3 separate regions of the Mus musculus genome follow, and regions 2 and 3 are each linked to region 1. A link is a contact called in public promoter capture Hi-C data. All regions are on one chromosome and are shown on one strand. The core of a region is the stretch at or near the end of the contact, and the rest is flanking DNA. Distances in the headings are between cores, read along the strand shown. Region 1 holds the start of Catip (ciliogenesis associated TTC17 interacting protein). Region 2 overlaps Tns1 (tensin 1). Region 3 overlaps Tns1 (tensin 1).

Region 1 (3,480 bases), core at 364-2,863:
ACTGCCTCTGGTCAAGTCTTGGCTGTGAAGGATTAGCTGTGTGACGAGTGAAGCCAGTTAGCCTCTCTTTGCCTTAGTTTTCTTCTCCATAAAACCCACATATTACCTCCATATGAGGTCATAGCCTACATCAGCCAAGCATGGTAGTGCACACCTGTGATCCCAAAACTCGGAAGGCAGGGGCAGAATAACTATCTCTAGGACAGCCTGAGCCACATAGTAAGCCCTAGGCTCGATTCCCCCAGTGCCTCATAACCTGGGAATGGTGGCACACGCCTGCCTGTAATTGTAGGACTCAGGAGAAAGAGACAGGAAGGTCAGAAATTTAAGGTCATTCTCTGCTTCATTAAGTTTGAAGTCAGCCTGGGATATATAAGACCCTGTCTCAAAACAACAAAACAAGGGGCTGGAGAGATGGCTCAGTGGTTAAGAGCACTGACTGCTCTTCCGAAGGACCTGAGTTCAAATCCCAGCAACCACATGGTGGCTCACAACCATCCATAATGAAATCTGACGCCCTCTTCTGGTGCATTTGAAGACAGCTACAGTGTACTTAGATATAATAATAAATCTTTAAAAACAAAGAAAGTTCCCAGCACTTGGGAGGCAGAGGCAGGAGGATTTCTGAGTTCGAGGCCAGCCTGGTCTACAGAGTGAGTTCCAGGACAGCCAGGGCTACACAGAGAAACCCTGTCTTGAAAAAATCAAAAAGAAAAAAGAAAAACCAAAAAGGAAAACAAAAAAGACAAAAGAGAAAAGACTTTGCTGTCCCTCTCAGCGTGACCATCATTATGCCTACATGCCTCAATGATGACAGTCCCAGTAAGATGAGGAGGCATCCAAGCTCATAGGTGAGTCACAGAGGCCCCTCTGAAAGTTGCAGCTTGCAGAAAAGAAGATGAACAGCCTTGGTGAACCTGGGAATTAGAAACAGTTTCTACTGAGTGCGAAGGCTTTCCCACCATCGTAAAGGCAATGAATGGGAACCTGAGGCTCAGGAGATAGGAGACTGTTTTTATTGGGACTGTAGCACACAAAGACAGTTGTCCAACCTTGAAGTGGATTCTGTGTGTGAGCCTAGGTCCGGCCCAGGAGTCATGAGTGCCCGGTTTATGGGCACAAGTCACTACTTCTGGTTTAGTCTACTACTTCTTTGTATTATTATTATTATTATTATTATTATTATTATTATTATTATTATTATTATTATTATTATATTTTATATATTTGGGTGTTTTGTTGGATGTTTGTGTGTGTGCCATGTATGTCTCTGGTATCCATGGAGTCCAGAAGTGGGTGTTGGATCCTACAGAACTAGAGACAGTTGTGAGCCATCTTGTGAGTGCTGGGATTCAAACCCAGGCCCTCTGGAAAAGCAGCCACTGCTTTCAACCGCTGAGCCACCTCTCTAGCCCCCTTCGTCCATGAATTCCCAAGGAAGTTGTAAAGACCTGCTTTCCCTCAGCCTCTTAAGAATGTCAAAGGCTCCCTCTGCTGGACAACCTCTTAAGCTTGGGCTGAGCCCCAAAGCTTGACAAATCTAGGTTCAGTAAAGTGGGTTGATTGCCCTTTAAGAGGCAGTACCTAGCTTTCTGGTTGCCATGGAGACTACTAGTCACAGACTGACTAGCCTCAATAAAATGTCTTCCAAAGTTTCCCCCACTGGTGAGGAATGGACTTCTGGTCTGTGGGTGGAGGGAGAAGGGGTATTTGTCCCTTGCAAACCCACCAAAGTGTGGTCTTCGCAAATTTAACTTTTGGGGATGGGGATCAGAACCAGGTATCCCTACCTACTCTACCCTTTTCTCTAGAGTCTGACTTATTAGCTTTTTCTTCCTCTTGTAGTTTCCAAAGCCAAGGACCAGCATCACTTAGGCCAGCTGCAGCAACAGCAGCAGCAGCGGCAGCAGCAGCAGCCATTCCCAGAAGCCAATGCTGAAGCCATCAGCTTTCTCAACTCCTTCTGTGAGCCAGATGGTGGGGCAGGCGTGGGGAGGAGAGGTACAAGTCTCTCTCTCCACCCGATCCTCTTGAGATTCAGAAAAGACCTGTTTGCTAATGAACATGGAGGGACAAGCCTGTCGGGGAGAGCTTTACCAGCTGGCACCGAGTGATGACAAGGAGGAGTGACGGGGCTGGTTAGGAGATGGGAGACGTGACAAGGGGTGAGTGGGTGGTGTGGGGTCTAGAGGCTGGGCCTGGAGAGACAGCTTCTCTGCACCACCCAGGGCTGGAGGATATGCTCCTGTTCTTCCCGGAGACTCTGGCCATCCTCTCAGACACAGGGGAACCTCAGGGAGAACTGACCATTGAGGTGCAGAGGGGGAAGTACAAGGACGACATAGGGATCCTGACCCACTGTCTACTGGTCCACGCCTCTAGCCGCGGCTTCCTAGACAAATCGCTGTGTGGGAGCTCCCTCCTAGGTACAGCCCTGACTGCTGCCTGTCCCTCACATCTTCTCTCCACGCCCCACCCCCATTCCAATCCATAGGTCCTTAATTGGGACCTGCCCCTTGACTTACCTGGGAGAGGGTAAAGCCTGGGGGAGGGGAAGAAGAGGAAGGGGGAGAGGAGAGGGAGGAGGAGGGGAGGTCATTCCCAGTCACATACCCAGGACAAGAACAGTGTTGACCACCCTGTCATTTTCCCATGGCCACGTTGCCCCAGCCTGGGCCAGCCCGTTCCCTAGCGTCCATCCTATGACATCAGTGCCTCCCTGTACCCCAGGCTACCTAAACAACAATCTGGAGCTGATGGAACAGCACAGTCAGGAGTTCATCAAGGTATTTACTCCCAGCCTCCCCCAGCCTTGCCCCTGCTCCAGGGTAAGCCAGAACATGGGCTTTACGAGGGTGGGAGGGACCTCTGGAGAATATCACACTCCCATATCCCACCAGCCCGAACCTGCACCACACACGGTTGGTTTGATAACCAGTCACCTCCATTACTGCTGCTGATGTTGTCTGGATGCACAAACCGAGCCCAGCCCACTGGCCTCCTCCGGCCTGAAAGCCTGGTCCACTTCCCAGAGCCACGTGACCTGACCTTTCCCAGAGCCTGTCACTATTTAGCCTCCAAATCTGGCTCTATCCTCTTCACCCAGTCCCTTCAGAAACTTCCTCTGTGGGGCCATGCCCTGTCTAAACATGGGAGATGACTTGGGCCTAACAGCCTTCTCAGAGAATCTGTTCCCAGCTTCCAGCCTGTGTTCCGTTCTGAGGTTTACAGCTGTTCATCTTTCCTATTACATACTATGGGCCTATTTCTGACTTCCACCATAAATGGAAGATCTCCTTTCCTCCCTCTCCTCCCCTTCCTTCCTATTTTGAGGCAGTCTCATAACTAGACTGGCCTCAGACATGGTGTGTAGCTGAGGGTGATTTGGAACCCCTGACCCCCCTCCCAAGTGCTGGACCACCACACCAGGCTATGAGGACCACCACACCAGGCTATGAGGCTTTTTGTTCATCTTTTTGT
Region 2 (3,192 bases), core at 250-2,749, 280 kb before region 1:
CTGTACAGCTCATTCCACACGTAGACTACAGAGTCTCCCACCCTGGGGACTCCTCGAGGAAGCATGCCCTGCCTGACATAGGTCCCTCCTCTACAGGAACTCTCCAGGGAACAGGCTCAGCTGGAGCCCTTTCTGGGCACACACCCAGGCCAGGTCGTGGACACTGCAGTGTGCAGAGGGATCTCATCACACACCTTGTCCCTGAGCCTCCCAGCTCTGAGCCAGGGCCAGAGGAGACAACTTGGCTTGGAGGAGGAAGAGTGGCCCACACACTAAGCAAACACAGGCTCCTATCTGACAACACGGAGGAGGTTCTGGGTGCTACCAAAACACAGAGAAATGCAGGCAATAAGAGACTGGATCAGAGGCAGCAAGCCAAAGAGACAGGAAGAAATAGACAGAGGGAGGAGGAGGAAGCTGTCTGAGAATGAGACAAGCCACAGAGAAGATAAGGGAAGAGAAAAAGAAAGGCACAAGCCATGAGTACACAGAGAGCAAGCATGAATAGAGGCACACAGCTAAGAGGGAACCAGGAAACAAAGAGGGACAGACAGAAGGACCCAGGAGCTCCCAAAGGCCACATCAGGGAAGAGCTGAGGCTCGGGACACAATGATAGCCGTGGCTTCAAAGAGCTCATTGTGAGGCAAATAATAAACGAAGAAATCAAAAGGTGGTGGAAGATTAAAAACAGAATAGAGTCTCCAAGCTCCTCCCCACATTGTACAAATAAGTTACAAAGGATGAAACGGGGTTTGGAGGCACAGCTGTAATCCCAACAGCCTGAGTTCAAGGTCAGCCGGAGACAGACCTGAAGCTGCCTCAGAAATAAAGTGGGAGATAGGTTTCCCGGACAGATGCCAATCAAGTGATCAAAGTAAGTTACTGTCACCCGGGACGAGATGAATGGAAGTGGTACCCGTGGGATGGCTGACCAAGTGTAGAGTATCACTCTCTGACAGTCCTGCCAAAAGCCACAACCTGAATCCAATCAAGAGGAAACATCAGGCTGACACAAGCTGAGGCACAGTCTACAAATGAAATGGCCCGGAGCCTTCACAAGTGACAAGGTTACGAAAGTCACGGGAAGACAGAGATTCCCAGACAGGAGGCGACTCCAGACACGGCAGCTAAAAGCAGTGGCTGATTCTGAACTAGATGTTTGTGGTGGCCTTAAGGACGTCTCAGGGACACCCAGTGAGACACCACAGTGTCTGAGAATTAGAAGGCAGTGGCATCTTCATGCCATCAACCTCTGATGTTGGCCTCTGTGTCCCCTGAAACGGAGTCCTCGTGAGGTCAAGGAGGTATTCAAAGTCGAGTGGGGGGCAGCAACTCGCTCCCCCAAAGTTCAGGAGGGAAAGATCTTTGTGCCGAGTGAGTTTGCAACCATTCTGAAGCTTAAGATTGTTTTGAAATCAAAGATAGCCAGGCAGACTAGGTGAAAGGCAAGAGCAAACAGACAAGTCCAGGGCAGAGGTAAAAGCAAAGCAAGAAGAGGTTGAAGGCGTCAGCAGCGCCTCCTGGTGGTCATACTGAGCAGCAGCACTCCCCGAGCCGGTCCTAAATACCCCCCAGCTCCAGCCAGGAGTCTACCATTCCAGTCTACTGCCTGGGTTCAGTGAGGGTAGGGGCCTCCATCCCCTTCCAGTCTGCTGTCTCTCCTCCCACTTTCTCATCTCAGAGTTTGGTTGTCAGATTTCCTGGTCAATTTTGTCAGACATACTGGGGAGGGGCCCCAGCCATGGTGTGGGGTGGGAGGTGGAACAGAGAGGGAACTTGCAGTCCAGTTGGAGAGTGATGTGAGGGAGGCAGGCAGGAAGTCCCAGGCCTCTTTCTTCCTCCCCACTTAAAGAAACAGAATTTGACATTCTAGATAACCTTCCAAAACTCCCCTCCCTATACCCCCAAGTCCAGCCCTTTTCCCAAAGCCTAAGGAAAAGTCCCTTTTCCCAGAGCTCTGGAGTCCTTACAGCCTAGTGGGTAGGAGGGGGCAAGTGACGCCTTCCAGGCTGTTAAGAGACTATCCAGACTCATGCCTGGGACTGTGATACCACTGTCCCATCTGTCCTGGAAAACCTGAGTCTATAAACTTGCCCACAGTGGACCCGGAGGGCTAATGGGTGGTTCCAGGACTCTGACCTCCTCTAAGCAGTTCTGGGTGACTTTCCCCTCATCTAGCTCTGATGGAAGAACAGGCCTGGAATACACTGGGGCTGTGTAGCCGAGTGCATTGACAACCTTCTCTGGACCTCAGTACAAGGCGAAGCTTCGAGCTGCGGAGGGAGGGGGTGTGCTGACAGCTGTGGGGAGCAGAGAATATGAGGACACGTTAGCCCCCTAAGGACAGACTATAAAAATCTGTGTGAGGAAAAGTCAGCTCCATCATCCCCAATGAGAAGCAGGCCTCAGCTTCCCACACTAGGAAGTAGGGTATCCAGGGATGCTATAGAAAGGCTCAACACGTGGATTCTAATGTCACAGGATGTTGGTGGAGATGGTTTAGGGTGGGTTAGCCTCCTCCCTCTGATACCCAAGGACGTCTCAACCCTACAGACCAGAGTCAGAGCTTGCTACAAGAGCAGATTGGTGTTTAAGTCTGGCTCACCCTGCCCCGCTCGCCCATCTGGGACTGCTCCCCAGGTCCAGGCAGAGGATGAGAGTGAGCCCCATAAAGCCCACAAGCCCATAAAACATGCAGTGCCATCCAAGGACGGTGGCTTGTTAGGACAACGATTGCTGTCTTCCTGACAGGCGGCAGACAGCCACATGGGGCACAGCCAGGCCCTGCCCTCCCTGGATTAACAGGCAAGCCCAGAGGCAGGAGACATGGCCACAATGAAGGGAGGGGTGTCCTGGTGGCTCCAGCACTGTCCCACCTCCCTGCAAGCCAGAGTCAGAGCAAGGGAGCAGGGAAGGGATCCAGCTGGAAGCCCTGCTCCCCAGCCCTCAAGCCCCAGCAGCAGAGGGCTTTCAAAGCCTAAGGCCTTGGCCCATCTCAGCCCTTCCCTCTCTCCATTCAGCCAGCCAGAGGGTGTGGCACAACTGGCTGGACCATCAGGGGCTCTAGCCAGGCCTTGGTCCTGGTTGGGAGGAACTGCTTGCAGACAACTCCCTTCCTCGAGGGGCAGAGAGGCAAAGGGCTGTGTGCTAAAGAGGTCCACCCACTGTGAGAAAACCCCCAGTTCTGCCCT
Region 3 (3,211 bases), core at 64-2,563, 370 kb before region 1:
GAGGCTGCCGAAGCCAACTGACACCCCAACCTATGGGCACCACCATACCTGTGTCACTGCAGGCTAAATGCCCATGCTTGACACACCCTCAATTAAGTAGCTGTCTACCCCCTGAGAGTGAACAAGGCACAGTATCCACCACAGGAAAGCACAGGTTGGGCTGGTCCCAGGCACCCACCTCCTCTGGGATGGCTGGCCAATGGGCACGATCTTGTCCTCATAGAATCTCTTCATTGCAAACCGGTCCAGAGCCTGGTCAGCACTGTGGGGAGACACAAGACAGTCAAAGAAGCCCACTCCTACACTCACGGGCCTCTTGTCCCCTTCCTCAGAGCCCCACCCCCCCAGGCTTGTACAGCCCCTCAACCAAATCTGGTCACTGTGGAAGGTCATACCCCTCCTCAAAACATGCTACACTGAGAAGCCTTCAGGAAGAGCATGCTCAAGCATCTTCAATCTGTGTGGCACAGGACTCAGCCAGGGATTCTACAACCTGGCGGCCTGGGCACCTATCTCTAGACTGCTACTAATCGGCTCCGGGGACGTAATCCTTTCCATCAAACCTCATCCCTTGCATCAAACGAGGCTTAAAGGAGATTGGATGAGGTGATAGCCATAAGGGCTTGCCAGCCATGGGTGTATACATGTCCACTCAGCAGACACAAGGACCACTGAAACCCTCTACACAGCATACAGAGATAATTCTGGTATTCCAACAACTTTCAGTCCTGTTTAGAGTAAATGCAAAGTCCTTGTTAAGGCCACCAAAGCCATTGTTCTCTGTTACCTGACTGTCCCCAAGCCTTCTCCGACTCTATGGTCACCAGACCCTTTTATTCCACCCACAGCTCCTCTCTAAGACCTACAGAAATTCTTTATGCCTTTAGAGTCACAGGTCCCCCGGCCACATGCCCGAGTCACTTCTGGTCTGTTTGCATAGCCACAACCATGGATGCTGCTGAGAGACTTGATTGGTATTTGAAGTCCTCCAGGGCAGGCCCTGGGCTGTAACCTCTACATTCTTTCAAGCGCCATTATAACATGGTCCTGGACACAGCAGCCTCTGGGTAGCCATGCTAGATGAACAAGCCTTCAGCCTCTGTGCTGAGTGGTGTCAGAATGGAATCTGCATACTGGCTGGTTCCTGTTCTTTCTTCCAAATACCCAAGCCAAAAGACATCCCCGCCGTGGGCTTGAGTAACTTCCAGATTGTCCCCTGAGTCCAATTCTGATGCAGTTATCTCTTTCTGACTCCTTCCTGGATCATCGAGGGGAACAGAAGGCAGCTGAGGGAGAATAAGCCGCTCAAAGCTGTTGTGTGGGTGTCTTCCACACGGGAGGGGATGCTCTTCCTTGTCGCCAGCTGTTTCCATGCTGCCTCAGAGCTGGAGGACACTGTGTCTATCTCTGGGGGCTCCTGCACCTCTCGTCCATCCTGCTCCTCCATCTGAGGGCAGCTCCTTGCCTCAAGGTGGGAGAGGGGTGTCCCCACATCAACGCCCAGAGCACAGAAGCTGGGATAAAAGACAGCTGACCTCTCACCTGGCTGAAATGTTGCTGTAGTGCAGATACGCTGCAATGACAACCCCAATCCTGCCTCGGTTTCCCTGAAAGAGGCAAAAAGCAATCATTGGTCAAAGAGGCTCTGCCGTCAAAAGTCCACCCCAAAGCCTAGGGGCCAAGGGTAAGAGAGAAGGGTGCTGTTCTGCAGAAAGAGGAACATTGGGGAGGGAGGCAGGAGGATGGGAGTCAGAAAAGTCAGTGCACCCTCCACCGCTAGACACATAGGTCACTGCCCTGCCCCCACGTGTTGGCGGTATTCTCTTAGGCAGAAGCTATCATGTTCTGGAATGGAAAACACAAATGGGTGGGTGAGCACAATCACATAATCTGAACACCCGGGCAGGTGTGCACATGCAGTTGTATACACACAGGTACATGCGCACGTGGACAGCCCCTGCTCTGACCTTGTTGTGGAGAACAACGACATTGTGGGGGTCTGCATTGAGCCAGGTGTCCATGGCCTTACAGACACTGCATATCTTCTCCAGGGCCGGTGTGTGCAGGTCAGGCCAGCCGAATTCCAGGACCTGTGATTGAGACACAAGCAAGAAAAGAAAGCCTAGGAATTCCATCAAGCCAGTCAGCACAATATGGGGACAGTCACCAGCAGCCTGGCCTCCGTTCCTGTCCTGCCCACCAGTCCTGCTGACAGGCAAGGCTTAACAAGCAAAGGGCATGACCTGGGACCTAGGCTCAAAGTAGGGTCTTAGGCAAGCAATGTCCCTTTCCCAGAGCTGTTGTCCTCACAGGGGTGTGCCAAGGTTTACAACGTGAGACTGTGATCTCAAAGCTTCCAGAAAGGCCTGAGCCTAGCCCTTCAGCTCCCCTCCAAGGCCAGTTCAAGGCTGACAGGGTGTCAGGAAAGAAAAGGGTCCCCTGATGCTCACAGTCCTTTGGATACACAGACTGCCCATTCCCGGCCCTCTGAGAGAAGTCTAAAGTGTGCAGAAGTGGGGCTTCCCAGTGGCCTTCAGCCCTCAAGGCCTCCTTCAGTCCTCTCTAATTTCACAAAACACTAAATGAAAAGAGCTGCTATTTGGCAGGGTCCACAGAGCATGCCTAAGCCAGATGTCCACTTTCAGACACACGATCTGAGGCCCAGAGCAGTCTGTTGCTTGCTTAACATCCCATAATGACAGGCACCAGAATCCAAAATAGAAGCCAAGGTCCCCTCTCTAAAAACCCACTTAGCAAGCAAAATAAACCCTGGGGACAGGCACATATAGATAAGTCACAACCCCAGGCCCACTCCTAGAAACCCTGTGTATTCCCTCTCCAGGACAGATGAGGTCAGAACCCACTGTGTGAAATTTCAGTTGTTGGTACTACAGTCCATTTTGTCAATCTGAGATGCCCTTGAACTTGGAACTGTCATGGCACTAACATAAGAAGGGACTTGTTCTCTCTCCTGCTAGCCCAGGCTAGTCCAGGCTAGGCCCAGTCTTCCCAGAACAGCCACAGACTCACCTTAGCATGCAGCTTGGTGATGTCAGGCCTCTGTTCAGAGAGGTTGAATAGCTAGAAAGAGACAGAGGGAAAGACCAATAAGAGTGAGGGGGAAGATGTTGCGAGAGGGAGTTTGTCCCAGTTGTCAGGAGCCCACCCACAGGCCCGCCATGAGCTCTTAAACTCCTATACCTTCGTTACT

What was found. Promoter capture Hi-C pulls out the DNA fragments that hold promoters and counts their contacts.
Region 2: a promoter capture Hi-C map of liver shows a contact between it and region 1, with 1.9 times the contacts expected there. The contact joins the enhancer-like site here to the promoter of Catip in region 1. A contact is called at or near these places in 3 of 39 promoter capture datasets (liver, neutrophils and pre-B cells), 1 of 115 datasets of contacts at active chromatin or transcription factors (pancreatic cancer cells) and 2 of 9 other capture datasets (embryonic stem cells and liver).
Region 3: a contact with region 1 is called in a promoter capture Hi-C map of hippocampal neurons, with 2.1 times the contacts expected there. The contact joins the enhancer-like site here to the promoter of Catip in region 1. A contact is called at or near these places in 2 of 39 promoter capture datasets (the 3T3-L1 cell line and hippocampal neurons), 1 of 484 Hi-C or Micro-C datasets (cerebellum) and 2 of 9 other capture datasets (adipose tissue and embryonic stem cells).

Annotation. Positions count from the first base shown.
Region 1 is chr1:74,360,522-74,364,001 of GRCm38.p6, forward strand. It overlaps Catip (ciliogenesis associated TTC17 interacting protein), which reads left to right and starts at 1,614. Exons shown (of 10, transcript NM_001379457.1): 1 at 1,614-1,665; 2 at 1,846-2,001; 3 at 2,229-2,426; 4 at 2,731-2,786. The coding sequence starts at 1,641.
Region 2 is chr1:74,081,517-74,084,708 of GRCm38.p6, forward strand. All of the region lies in intron 1 of Tns1 (tensin 1), which reads right to left. Among named protein-coding and RNA genes, the nearest start is that of Gm31637, 13 kb to the right of the region's middle. Within about 2 kb of position 1,500, at least 98 of the 459 cell types and tissues checked have an H3K27ac peak or open chromatin away from gene starts, as enhancers often do. A contact at or near this core is called in embryonic stem cells, liver and pancreatic cancer cells, where this site is marked.
Region 3 is chr1:73,990,133-73,993,343 of GRCm38.p6, forward strand. Tns1 (tensin 1) reads right to left here. Exons shown (of 33, transcript NM_001289895.2): 9 at 3,031-3,081; 10 at 1,968-2,090; 11 at 1,543-1,607; 12 at 179-262. Among named protein-coding and RNA genes, the nearest start is that of Gm39664, 39 kb to the right of the region's middle. Within about 2 kb of position 1,314, at least 16 of the 459 cell types and tissues checked have an H3K27ac peak or open chromatin away from gene starts, as enhancers often do. A contact at or near this core is called in hippocampal neurons, where this site is marked.